2 separate regions of the Mus musculus genome follow, and region 2 is linked to region 1. Evidence: chromatin contacts called from public HiChIP or PLAC-seq data. All regions are on one chromosome and are shown on one strand. The core of a region is the stretch at or near the end of the contact, and the rest is flanking DNA. Distances in the headings are between cores, read along the strand shown.

Evidence for each region. HiChIP or PLAC-seq counts read pairs in DNA pulled down with a chosen protein or histone mark.
Region 2: a contact with region 1 is called in an H3K27ac HiChIP or PLAC-seq map of regulatory T cell precursor, with 2.7 times the contacts expected there. The contact joins two enhancer-like sites. A contact is called at or near these places in 1 of 484 Hi-C or Micro-C datasets (epidermal suprabasal cells) and 1 of 115 datasets of contacts at active chromatin or transcription factors (regulatory T cell precursor).

What each region holds. Positions count from the first base shown.
Region 1 is chr2:9,492,127-9,498,451 of GRCm38.p6, forward strand. No RefSeq gene overlaps it. Among named protein-coding and RNA genes, the nearest start is that of Gm13218, 98 kb to the right of the region's middle. Within about 2 kb of position 1,830, at least 45 of the 459 cell types and tissues checked have an H3K27ac peak or open chromatin away from gene starts, as enhancers often do. A contact at or near this core is called in regulatory T cell precursor, where this site is marked.
Region 2 is chr2:9,677,089-9,683,450 of GRCm38.p6, forward strand. No RefSeq gene overlaps it. Among named protein-coding and RNA genes, the nearest start is that of Gm13218, 87 kb to the left of the region's middle. Within about 2 kb of position 4,668, at least 47 of the 459 cell types and tissues checked have an H3K27ac peak or open chromatin away from gene starts, as enhancers often do. A contact at or near this core is called in regulatory T cell precursor, where this site is marked.

The DNA of each region.
Region 1 (6,325 bases), core at 580-3,079:
GGATGCATATGTATCTTTGTGGTAAGATGTAGAGTTCTTTGAGTGAACATCCAGGAGGGGCAGAACTGGGTCATAGGGTAGTTTTAGTGTTTTGAGGGACCTCCAAGCTGAATCCCATAATGCCTAGTATTAACTTGCACTCCCACCAGCAGTGAACAAGAATTCCCCTTTTCCGACATTCAGTGGAATATTATTCAACTATAAAGAAAGCTAAAATCGTGAAATTCACAGGAAAACAGATGAACCTGGAATATATAATACTAAGTGAATGTCTCAAGCTCAGGAAAAAACAAAAACAAGATGAGCTGACTGCTCTCCCTGTCTGAGGATCCCAGCCTATAGTATCCTTGCACATATGTAAATGTGGGTAAAGTAGAGCATTTAGGAACGAGACCAAGGGAAGGTAATACTAGGTAACAAGGAAGGAGGGATTGCAGGCAAAAGAGTCATGAAGGAGGACATAAAGTTTTCTCCTAGTTTCTGGGCCTGTCATTGTTGCCCACCCTCCCCCACCCCACCTTCAAGGCGGGAGATATGTGAATTTAACTGTCTGCATATTAAAGTAGCATTTTTGCATTCCAAGGGAATCTGACCTGTTAATCTTGTGATTGTGAAAGCTGGATTTCTTTTTAATTCCATTGATCATTAGCGCAATAGGAACCAGACATGATGACTCGCTGAATACATTTATTACACTGGCCCATTTAGAAAATGTTGGGGGGGGGTGGTTTTGTTTCTGTTGTTGTGATTTTGTTCTGGTGGGAGGGAATTTAGAACCTGAGATTTATACCTTTTTCCTTGCAATTAAAACTATATCAAGTCATTCTATTATAGTGTTGTTTTAATATGTAAACTGTACTCTATACCTAAAATAAAATGTGGTTTTGACTTTTTTAAAAAGTAAGATATATTTTTTTAAGAGAAGGAAAGGGGTGAAGGGAAAGATAGCAAAAGAAAGGAAAGGGAAGAGATATTCATCACAGCCAGGTCTGGTATAGCAATCAGTAGTCAAGACCCTGAGTCAGGAGGATCACTAGTTCATGGGCATCCTTGGCTACAGAGTGAGTTAAAGATGGCAACTCAATAAAATTCTGAGTCCAAATAAAAAATAAAAATTGGTCTGAGGCTATAACTCAATGGTGGACCGGTTGCCTGGCTCGCATGATGCCTTATGGTCAATCTCCGGTACAAAGAAGAAAAGAAAGGAAGGAAAGGAAAGAAAAAGGGAGGGAGAAGGAGGAAAGGAAGGAGGAAGGGAGGAAAATTAAGGAAGAAGGAAGGAAGGAAGGAAGGGAGGGAGGGAGGGAGGGAGGGAGGGAGGGAGGGAGGGAGGGAGGGAGGGAGGCTGGTTCCTTAACTATTTAATCCAAGTGTTACATGACCAAGAGGCTTCTTCTGAAAGAAAGACTCAAAGAGTCCATAAAATGAATCTACTGTTCTACCAAGGAGCTGTGAAGAATAGGTAACCCAAGAGACATGTCCCTAGACACAAAGAGAAAGATCTAAAGGATGGCTGAGGAGGAGAAGCCAGCAGGGCCTGTCTGTTCAGATTCTTCTTAGCCTCCCTGTTGAGAATTCCTTCCTCCTGGGTATAAGGCCAAATCCCTCTGCAATGTCGGTCCTGTGACCTGTGACTGCAAGACAAAGGCGGATCAGAGAATTTCCTTATGGCTGACCTCTACCCAGAGACCCAGGTTCTGGAAGGTCAAGTAGCATTTCTGGTGGTTGCGACTTGCTTTGGGGAAGAGGGATTCCAGTTCCTGTGACTCACTTAGAGGCAGAGTTCTGGCTTCTATGGCTTGCTGCAGGGGGGAAAGGACAGGAAATAGGAGGGGAGGAGTCAGGCTGCTTCTGAAGCTGCTCCTTAGGCCTTGCAGTCTTGAGTGAGTACGTGACAGGCAGTGAACCAAAGTGACACACTTTTAAGCATCATATTCTGAGTCCCCACAATAACTGTCATGATTCCCACTGTGATTGATAGTGCCCCTGCGGTAGGGTGACTTTGGATCTCCTTCTCCGAGAGACGTTTGGCAATTTATGGTAGAAGTTTTGGTCACTTCCATTATTGGCACCCAGGCACACTGTTGAGCTTCTATATGCAGACAGCTCTCCATGTGAGAAATTAATGTGGCTCAAGTAAAAAATTGCCACGTTTTAAAAATCTCACCCTATCAAAGGGAATGACAATTCAACATGGGGCTGTTCAAATGAAAAGACACAGCAAGAATCACTACTGCCACAATCTGGAGACCTGGAAACTTTTTCATAGTGTGTGGCTATGAGATATTTTCATCTGAGATTCCACTGACAAATACGTTGGATGCTACCACATCCTCAGCTTTGTGCTAGACACAGGCAAGAATTCAAAAGCTATACTAAGAGGCACCAGCATCTAAGCAGTGGCTTTGTGATTAAGAATGTTTGCTGTATAACAATAAGAACCCAAGTTAAAGCCCCAGCACCCATGGAATAAGCCATAAGCCCATGGTCTCCCACACACCTCACCCTCAGCACTGGAGGGGAGATCGGAGGACCATAGCCCTGCAAGCTGCCATCCTAGAACATGAGCTTCAGTGTCGAGGAGAAGCCCTGCCTCAAAGAAATAAGGTAGAAAGTAATCAAGGAAGACGGCCAATTCCCCAACCTCTGGTCTCTCCATGCACATACACACAGGAGCATCTATATATTACACACGCATACACCATACTCAAACATACAAACAAAAGAACTAAAGATCAAAAGGAGAAAGAGAGAAGAAAGAAGATATTAAAAATGGAAAGGACACATACACACTTATAAAATTAAACTGCAATACAGAAAACTAATAACCAAATTAACAAAGCATGCATTTAGTTAAATACAAAAATTAAGAAGTTAATGCTCATGTTAGGCACAAGTATTTAGGACAGTCAAAAGCTTAACGAGTCAGGGAATGGTGGTTTACACCTGTCAGTCCAGCACTTGAAGTATGGATGCAGGAGAATCAAGATTTTAAGTTCATTCTCAGCTACATATAATTCACGATGTTTGAGACCAGCATGGACCACATGAGACCCTACCTCAAAGAAAACGTAATAGCAGTAAGTTTAATAATTGTTCACTAATCTTTTGAGGAGAACATTAAACTGGTTTTTAAAAAAAAAACCTTTTTAGTATTAATTTCAACCCTACAAATTCAATATACAGGATTTCTTTCTGCAAAGCCACTAGACACCTCCCAAGAGATCAAATTAGGGAGTGGTGGAGGCACAGGATTTTAATCCCAGCACTCTGGGGCAGGGGGACAGAGGCAGGCAAACCTCTGTGAGTTCAAGACCAGTCTGATCTACATAGTGAGTTCCAGGACAACAGAGAAACACTGTGTCAAAAATAAAAGAATAAAATAAAATAGAGTGAGAGTCCCAGGACAATGTGTGGACAGGGAAATGATGTCCTCTGGGCTTAATCGGATTTCTAATGGTGCTAGAAAGAAGTGGCAAATTTGGTGACTAACGGGATGTGCTTTCAAATTAGACATTGTACACTTCTCTATTTAACCTTCATTTGTTTCAAAGGCAGCCACACCCACGAAATCTCAACAATAGGGTTACTTAAGGCAGACCTGAATACCAGTTGACATGCCAGCATGAATGGCAAAAATCTCATGCGACTCCACTCTTAGATGAAGAGTTACAGGCAATTAACAATTATTAAAAGAGGAAGAATTAGTCTTTCCCAGTAATGAGCCCCCTACTTGGTTTTCTGATACCAACCGCTCAGCCTGAAAAACATACCATACAAGCAACACTAAATGGACTCATGTTGCTGTTATACGTGCATTCGTATATACATATAACAATAACAATTAAAGAGACAATTAATTTGAGAGGGGTGACACAGGGCGGACTGGGGAGAAAGGGAAGAAGAGGTGATATAATTATATTTTAATTATATATAAAAAGGTGGAAAAACGAAACAGTCAGTCTCCTGAATTCCAAATAGTGAAAGGAACCAAAGCTAAAAATTAGACACAGAAGAGAGAGCTGATTTGAGTGGGAAAGGCTCTCCCATGGCTCAGCAAACCTATTGAACATACTTACTGAACATGGAGCTTAAACAGCATTTGCACATTTGCCACTGATCCTTTCCTCCTTGCCGGATGGATTTCATGACTGTAATTGCTCCACATGGGTAGGTATCCGAACTTTATAGCAGGGCTGGGGATGCAGCTCAGTAGTAGAGTGCTCGCCTAGCTTATGTGTAATCCTGGGTTCAATGCCCAGTACCTGAAAAAGAATTAGAGCAAATAGAACTTTTCACTCAAGTGAAATGAAGCTGCTGATTTCCTTTGGAAATGTCTTTACCAGGCAAAGCTGATCTGGACTGGTGAAATGTGAAATGACTGCTCAGATATAAGGAATGTGACGGGCCAGGGATGGTCGTCGGTTGCTCTGTGTCTTACCTGACCGACATTGCACTTAAGTGGAAGATTATGAACCAAATCCAGGAAGCTCAGGATCTATGCAGTGGCATTGCGTTGGTGCAGGTCCTTGGGGCTGTCACTCATGTGTCCTCATCCATCCACAAGGAAAGGAGTGAAAACCCAATACGGCATATCTGTGCGGAGGAAGTCCTTGGCCTTTTTCATTGTCTGCAGCTGGCCCATGATGGAACACACCACAGATCAGATACCGGCCAAAGCTGCCTCTGAGATGCGGATTGCAGGGTTATTTCTGTTTGCACACTTAAACTGGCCTGCACAAACACTGTAAGTGGCAGCGGTCATCAGCTGCTATCTCTCAGCTATGCTTGAAGAAGGAGATGGCAAGAAAGAAGAGGGACATGCAGTATGCCAGGGCCTCTCTGGCAGTCTCCCCCAGAGAATGCCAGTACTGCAAGATGAATGTCACAAGATTAGGACCCCAGAAACCTATAGCCTTTAATTGACAATACTTCAAGATAAACAAATATTAATGAGAGTAATCAGATTTAGTTGCACCTTGAAACGTAGTCTTTTTCTTGTCATTTGAAAACTGCCAAAAAGAACCACAAAATTAAAAGGTTTAATATATATATTATATAAATTAATTAATATTAAATAAATTATTAATATTAAATAAATTTTATTTATATATATATTAAGCTCAGGATCTATGCAGTGGCATTGCATTGGTGCAGATCCTTGGGGCTGTCACTCATGTGTCCTCATCCATCAACAAGGAAAGGAGATATATATATATATATATATATATATATATATATATATATATATATATATATATCATCTGAGTTTCTTCCAAGAACATATGTTTAAAAGCAAAGGCATGGTGGCAGGTGCTTGTAATTCCATTGCTGGAGTGGGACAAAAGACAAGTAGGTCCCTGGGGCATGCTGGCCAGTCAACCAGAGAAGCCAGTGAGAGACCCTGTCTTACAACAAACAAAAACCCAATGTGGATAGTACCTGAGGGACAATGGGTAAGGTTGTTATCTACACTCCATTTAAACCTGCATGTGTGTGTGTGTGTGTGTGTGTGTGTGTGTGCGTGTGCGTGTGTGTGTACACACACACACACGCACGCACGCACGCACGCACGCACTCACGCACACTCTGTACCTATACCCATGCCTATCTGAACACATATATACATACTCACAAAACAAATAATTTTAAATATCAGGATTATGAGACCACTAGAGTTTCATAGCAACTAAATAAATACCTGCTTCATTACCAGGTATACATCCTGTCTGCAGCTATGAACCACATGCTGTAAAGGTATGTTCTGGGAAGAAGTCATAGAACACACGGGACTTGGGCTTGAAACTTCAACAGAAAAAGTATCCATTGTATTGTTTTGTAGTAATTGTTGTAATCTCAGGACACACCATCATTCCTGCCTTAAAACAGACATTGTGCCAAGTGCTTGACTCTAGATTTCACACACAATGACCCAATTTTTCTTCAAATGCCTCCTCTGGTTGGACCACTCTCAGCAGTCTGGCCTCGTGGGCTGGTATCTGTACTCTGTGATTCATTTGCCTTGTTGATGCTCCTATCTGGTCAGTTTTAAAACCAACATGATCTTTCCACAAAACCATCACATGGAAGGGACATATGCTATAATCATGATAGTACTACTTTTAACTGTGTAGTTTTCCACTTAGAAGGTATTTTTTAATCATGTAAAAAAGTTAGTGTGCAAAGATAAGAGGGAGATATTTTCATTTCAAGGCATCTCACCTGAAAAGCAACCCCCTACAAGACTCAGACAACTAGTGGGCTACGTGGTGACCCTTGTAATGAGAATTAATTGCTAATTCTTTTGAAAGAAGGAGTACTGTCT
Region 2 (6,362 bases), core at 3,418-5,917, 190 kb after region 1:
ATCAGATCACCATGGACTAAGGCTGATCTTCAGTAACAACATAAATAATAGAAATCCAACATACACATGGAAACTGAACAACACTCTTCTCAATGATACCTAGGTCAAGAAAGGAATTAAAGACTTTTTAGAGTTCAATGAAAATGAAACCACAACATACCCAAACTTATATGACACATGAAAGCATTTCTAAGAGGAAAACTCGTAGCTCTGAGTGCCTCCAAAAAGAAACTAGAGAGAGCACACACAAGCAGCTTGACAACACACCTAAAAGCTTTAGAACAAAAGGAAGCAAATTCACCCAAGAGCAGTAGAAGGCAGGAAATAATCAAACACAGTGGTGAAATCAATCAAGTGGAAACAAGAAGAACTATTCAAAGAATCAACCAAATGAGGAGCTGGTTCTTTGAAAATATCAACGAGATAGATAAAGCCTTAGCCAGACTCACTAGAGGGCACAGGGACAGCATACTAATTAACAAAATCAGGAATGAAAAGGGAGACATAACAAGAGATCCTGAAGAAATACAAAACACCATCAGATCCTTCTACAAAAGGCTATACTCAACAAAACTGGAAAACCTGGATTAAATGGACAAATTTCTAGACAGATACCAGGTACTAAAGTTAAATCAGGATCAGGTTAATGATCTAAACAGTCCTATATCCCCTAAAGAAAAAGAAGCAGTCATTAATAGTCTCTGAACCAAAAAAAGCCCAGGACCAGATGGGTTTAGTGCAGAGTTCTATCAGAGCTTCAAAGAAGATCTAATTCCAGTTCTTCTCAAACTATTCCACAAAATAGAAACAGAAGGTACTCTACCCAATTCATTCTATGAAGCCTCAATTACTCTGATACCTAAACCACAGAAAGACTCAACAAAGATAGAGAACTTCTGACAAATTTCCCTGATGAACATCGATGCAAAAATCCTCAATAAAATTCTCGCTAACCGAATCCAAGAACACATCAAAACAATCATCCATCCTGACCAAGTAGGTTTCATTCCAGGGGTGCAGGGATGGTTTAATATATGGAAATCCATCAATGTAATCCACTATATAAACAAACTCAAAGACAAAAACCACATGATCATCTCGTTAGATGCTGAGAAAGCATTTGACAAAATCCAACACCCATTCATGATAAAAGTCTTGGAAAGATCAGGAATTCAAGGCCCATGCCTAAACATGATAAAAGCAATCTACAGCAGTCCAGTAGCCAACATAAAAGTAAATGGCGAGAAGCTGGAAGCATTCCCACTAAAATCAGGGACTAGACAAGGCTACCCACTGTCTCCCTACCTATTCAACATTGTACTTGAAGTCCTAGACAGAGCAATTCGACAACAAAAGAGATCAAGGGAATACAAATTGGAAAGGAAGAAGTCAAAATATCACTTTTTGCAGATGATATGATAGTATATATAAGTGACCCTAAAAATTCCACCAGAGAACTCCTAAACCTGATAAACAGCTTCAGTGAAGTAACTGGATATAAAATTAATTCAAACAAGTCAATGGCCCTTCTCTACATAAAGGATAAACAGTCTGAGAAGGAAATTAGGGAAACAACACCCTTCTCAATAGTCACAAATAATATAAAATACCTTGGCATGACTCTAACTAAGGAAGTGAAAGATCTGTATGATAAGAACTTCAAGTCTCTGAAGAAAGAAATTAAAGAAGATCTCCGAAGGTGGAAATATCTCTCATGCTCATGGATTGGCAGGATCAATATAGTAAAAATGGCTATCTTGCCAAAAGCAATCTACATATTCAATGCAATCCCCATCAAATTTCTAACTCAATTCTTCAACGAATTAGAAAGGGCAATTGGCAGATTCATCTGGAATAACAAAAAACCTAGGATAGCAAAAACTCTTCTCAAGGATAAAAGAACCTCTGGTGGAATCACCATGCCTGACCTAAAGCTGTGCAACAGAGCAATTGTGATAAAAACTGCATGGTACTGGTATAGTGACAGACAAGTAGACCAATGGAATAGAACTGAAGACCCAGAAATGAACCCACACACCTATGGTCACTTGATCTTTGACAAGGGAGCTAAAATCATCCAGTGGAAAAAAGACAGCATTTTCAACAAATGGTGCTGGCACAACTGGTGGTTAACATGTAGAAGAATGAGAATTGATCCATTCCTATCTCCTTGTACTAAGGTCAAATCTAAGTGGATCAAGGAACTCCACATAAAACCAGAGACAGTGAAACTTATAGAGGAGAAAGTGGGGAAAAGCATTGAAGATATGGGCACAGGGGGAAAATTCCTGAATAGAACAGCAATGGCTTATGCTGTAAGATCAAGAATCAACAAATGGGACCTCATAAAATTGCAAAGCTTCTGTTAGGCAAAAGACACTGTCAATAAGACAAAAAGACCATCAACAGATTGGGAAAGGATCTTTACCTATCCTAAATCAGATAGGGGACTAATATCCAATATATATAAAGAACTCAAGAAGGTAGACTCCAAAAAATCAAATAACCCCATTAAAATTGGGGTGCAAAGCTTAATAAAGAATTCTCACCTGAGGAATACTGAATGGCTGAGAAACACCTGAAAAAATGTTCAGCATCATTAATCATCAAGGAAATGCAAATCAAAACAACCCTGAGATTCCACCTCACACCAGTCAGAATGGCTAAGATCAAAAACTCAGGTGACAGCAGGTGCTGGCTAGGATGTGGAGAAAGAGGAACACTCCTCCATTGTTGGTGGGATTGCAAGCTTCTACAACCACTCTGGAAATCAGTCTGGTGGTTCCTCAGAAAATTGGACATAATACTACCGGAGGATCCCTCAATACCTCTTCTGGGCATATATCCAGAAGATGTTCCAACTGGTAAGACAGACACATGCTCCACTATGTTCATAGCAGCCTTATTTATAATAGACAGAAGCTGGAAAGAACCCAGATGCCCCTCAACAGAAGAATGGATACAGAAAATATGGTACATTTACACAATGGAGTACTACTCAGCTATTAAAAAGAATGAATTTATGAAATTCCTAGGCAAATGGATGGACCTTGAGGGCATCATCCTGAGTGAGGTAACCCAATCACAAAAGAACTCACACAATATGTACTCACTGATAAGTGGATATTAGCCCAGATACTTAGAATACCCAAGATATAAGATACAATTTGTGAAACTCATGAAACTAAAGAACGAAGACCAAAGTGTGGACAAAACACCCATAGAAGGAGTTACAGAGACAAAGTTTGGAGCTGAGATGAAAAGATGGACCATCTAGAGACTGCCATATCCGGAGATCCATCCCATAATCAGCCTCCAAACGCTGACACCACTACATACACTAGCAAGATTTTGCTGAAAGGACCCTGATATAGCTGTCTCTTTTGAGGATATGCCGTGGCCTAGCAAACACATAAGTGGATGCTCACAGTTAGCTATTGGATGGATCACAGGGCCCCCAAGGGAGGAGCTAGAGAAAGTACCCAAGGAGCTAAAGTGATCTGCAACCCTATAGGTGGAACAACAATATGAACTACCCAGTACCCCCCGGAGCTTGTGTCTCTAGCTGCATATATATCAGAAGATGGCCTAGTCGGCCATCAGTGGAAAGAGGCCCATTGGTCATGCAAACTTTATATGCCTCAGTATAGGAGAATGCCCAGACCAAGAAGTGGGAGTGGGTGGGTAGGGGAGTGGGTGGGGGAGGGTATGGGGGACTTTGGGGATAGCACTGGAAACGTAAATGAAGAAAACACCTAATAAAAATAAAATAAAATAAAATATTAAAAAAGAAAAGAAAAGAAAAAGCTGGTGCATACCTACACCCCCCCCCAAAAAAATGGTGAGAAGAAAGACAGAAACAAGAGGATCTCTGGAAGTTTCCAGGCCAGCTAGCCTAGCCTATGTGGTGAAGTTCTAGGTCAATGAAAAACCCTCCCCAAAGAAAAGTTCAGATACCTACGCGCCCATATTCAAGACTGTCCTCTGATGGCCAGCCATTCTGTGCATGCACACACCACACTGTATACACACGCATATAGACAAATAACAAAATAAAATAGTAATGATAATAATAATTAGGTGGAATTATTTTGCCCTTTACAAAACAGAGAAATCAAAAGCTGGAAAAAGCACATAACCCAGTGATTTTTATAAAATTAAAAAGAGAAAAAATTATATAATACTACTGATAAAGTATGGTGGTTTGGTCTCTATCCCTTTTCCCTTTCTTTATGGAAATATTATTTAAACCAAAAAAAAAAAAATGCCACGCCTGTCAAACCATAATGTTTATTTTAGCAGCTGGTGAGACCTGACCTGTAAATTGGGCAGCCTGACAGTGTCAATCTCCTCCTGGGAAAAAGCATTCTGCATTGTGTAAACAGAAACCGTGGCGTCAGGACTATGCTTCCCAAGACCCAACAAACCAAGTCTAATTTTGATTCCTATATTGGAATCTCCCCAAAACAAATCTAAAACAGGGCAATAGTAGATCTGTTTTCTCAATGTTAAAACTTGAGAGAGAGACAGAGAGACAGAGAGAGAGACAGACAGAGAGAGAGAGAGAGAGAGAGAGAGAGAGAGAGAGAGAGAGGAAGTCATGACACCCACATGCTCAAAAGAGGAATCCCAGGACCAAAACCCATTTCCTGCCTGCAAGCCTGGAGAAACGTTTCTTCTTTATCTAAAATCCGCTTCCTGTGCCCCCTCAGAATCAAGAGCTCAGTCAAAACGCTGCTTCCGGGTTGGCAGAAGAACTCAACTCCTTTCTTCCTTTCCTTGAAAAGCACAGGGCATCAGCTGACTTCGTCTTCTGTGCTTCCTGTCCAGGACGGAGGAGCAGTAGTCTCTTGTAAGTACTTAGAGAGCCTTTGTCAGGTCCAAGCTGGGCTCCCAAGATGACCTGGTGTGTCTCCTGCAACCTCATCCACCATGTAGAAGGTGACGGGAGAGTTCTCATTGGGCACCCAGAGTCAGTCCTGCAGCAGTGCCCCAGCAGGGTTGTCTGAGCAGAGCTGTGTATCTCAGCAGAGCTCAGAGAGAGAAATGAGCAATAGCAAGGGTATTGTTGCTTCTTAAGAGCTGATTTATACAGCACCGAGTGCAAAGCTAAGTGTCACAACTATCTGTTCACGTGAGAAAATGAAGAACTCCATACTCTGTCACCCAGGGAAAATATATTTTCAGTTGAATTACAACCTGCCTTTTCTACTTTTTTCTGCTGTCAAAATTCTAATGTTCTTTGTGGAATTGGGGATGTTAAACAATTGGCCTGGGCCTGAAAACTCCAACCACGTCAAAGTCCCAGTCCTGAATGAGGCAGCAATTGGCTCCTTTTCCAATAAAATCTTCTCCTGGAGAGTGATGGTTTACTTCAGAGAAGTTTTAGGGGCATTCACTGCATACCGTGACTATTCCTCCTGGCAGAAATGACTGCCATGCATACCTCCTAAAGAGAAGCCAACGGGAAGGCTGAGGAGTAGCCGAGTTGCTGGAAACAGATATCACAGATCCTGATAGTGGGTTTGCATTCAATCCAAGCCATAATTTCATTACCCTGTGGACAGTCAGCAAGCTAGATTGTCGGATGCTTCCCCCTCTTTGCCCCCACTCTAAAAAAACTAAGAAACCCTTCCTAAATGCAGAGTAGTACAAAATAAAAGGAGCATTTACTCAGATGAAAGTACCTGAATGATGATGTGGGCATGGATGTTCACGTTCAGTATATTCATAACAGCTAATATCTGGGATGTCCTCAGGCGTCCATGCAAAAGTGGACAGATGAAAAGGTAGTGGTATGCCTGTGCAATGGATCATTTCTAAACAGCAAAGAGTTGGTTGCGCCACCCAGATAGAGTGCAAAAAACACTAAACCTGAACAAAGTCAGACAAAAGAATACAATACTAGTTTACAAGACTCCAGAAAGGAAGGAAGGAAGGGAGGGAGGGAGGGAGGGAGGGAGGGAGGGAGGGAGGGAGGGAGGGAAAGAAAGGAAGAAAGAGAGAGAAAGAAAGAAAACAGAAGAAAGAAAGAAAGAGAGAGAGAGAGAAAGAAAGAGAGAGAGAGAAAGCAAAACAAAGAAAGAGGGAGAGAAAGAAAGAAAGAAGGAAAGAGAGAGAAAGAAAGAAAACAAAACAAAGAAAGAGGAAGAGAGGGAGAGAAAGAAAGAAAGAAAGAAAGAAAGAAAGAAAGAAAGAAAGAAAGAAAGAAAGAAAGAAAGAAAGAAAGAAAGAGAAAGACAGACAAAGGCAACAGGCCCTTGGTTATGTAGAATTTGGTAAGACAAGAGGAGGCAGAGGGGTAACAGGAAATATGAGGAAACTTGGGAGAGCTTGGTGCCAGTGATGGTTTGCCTATCTGC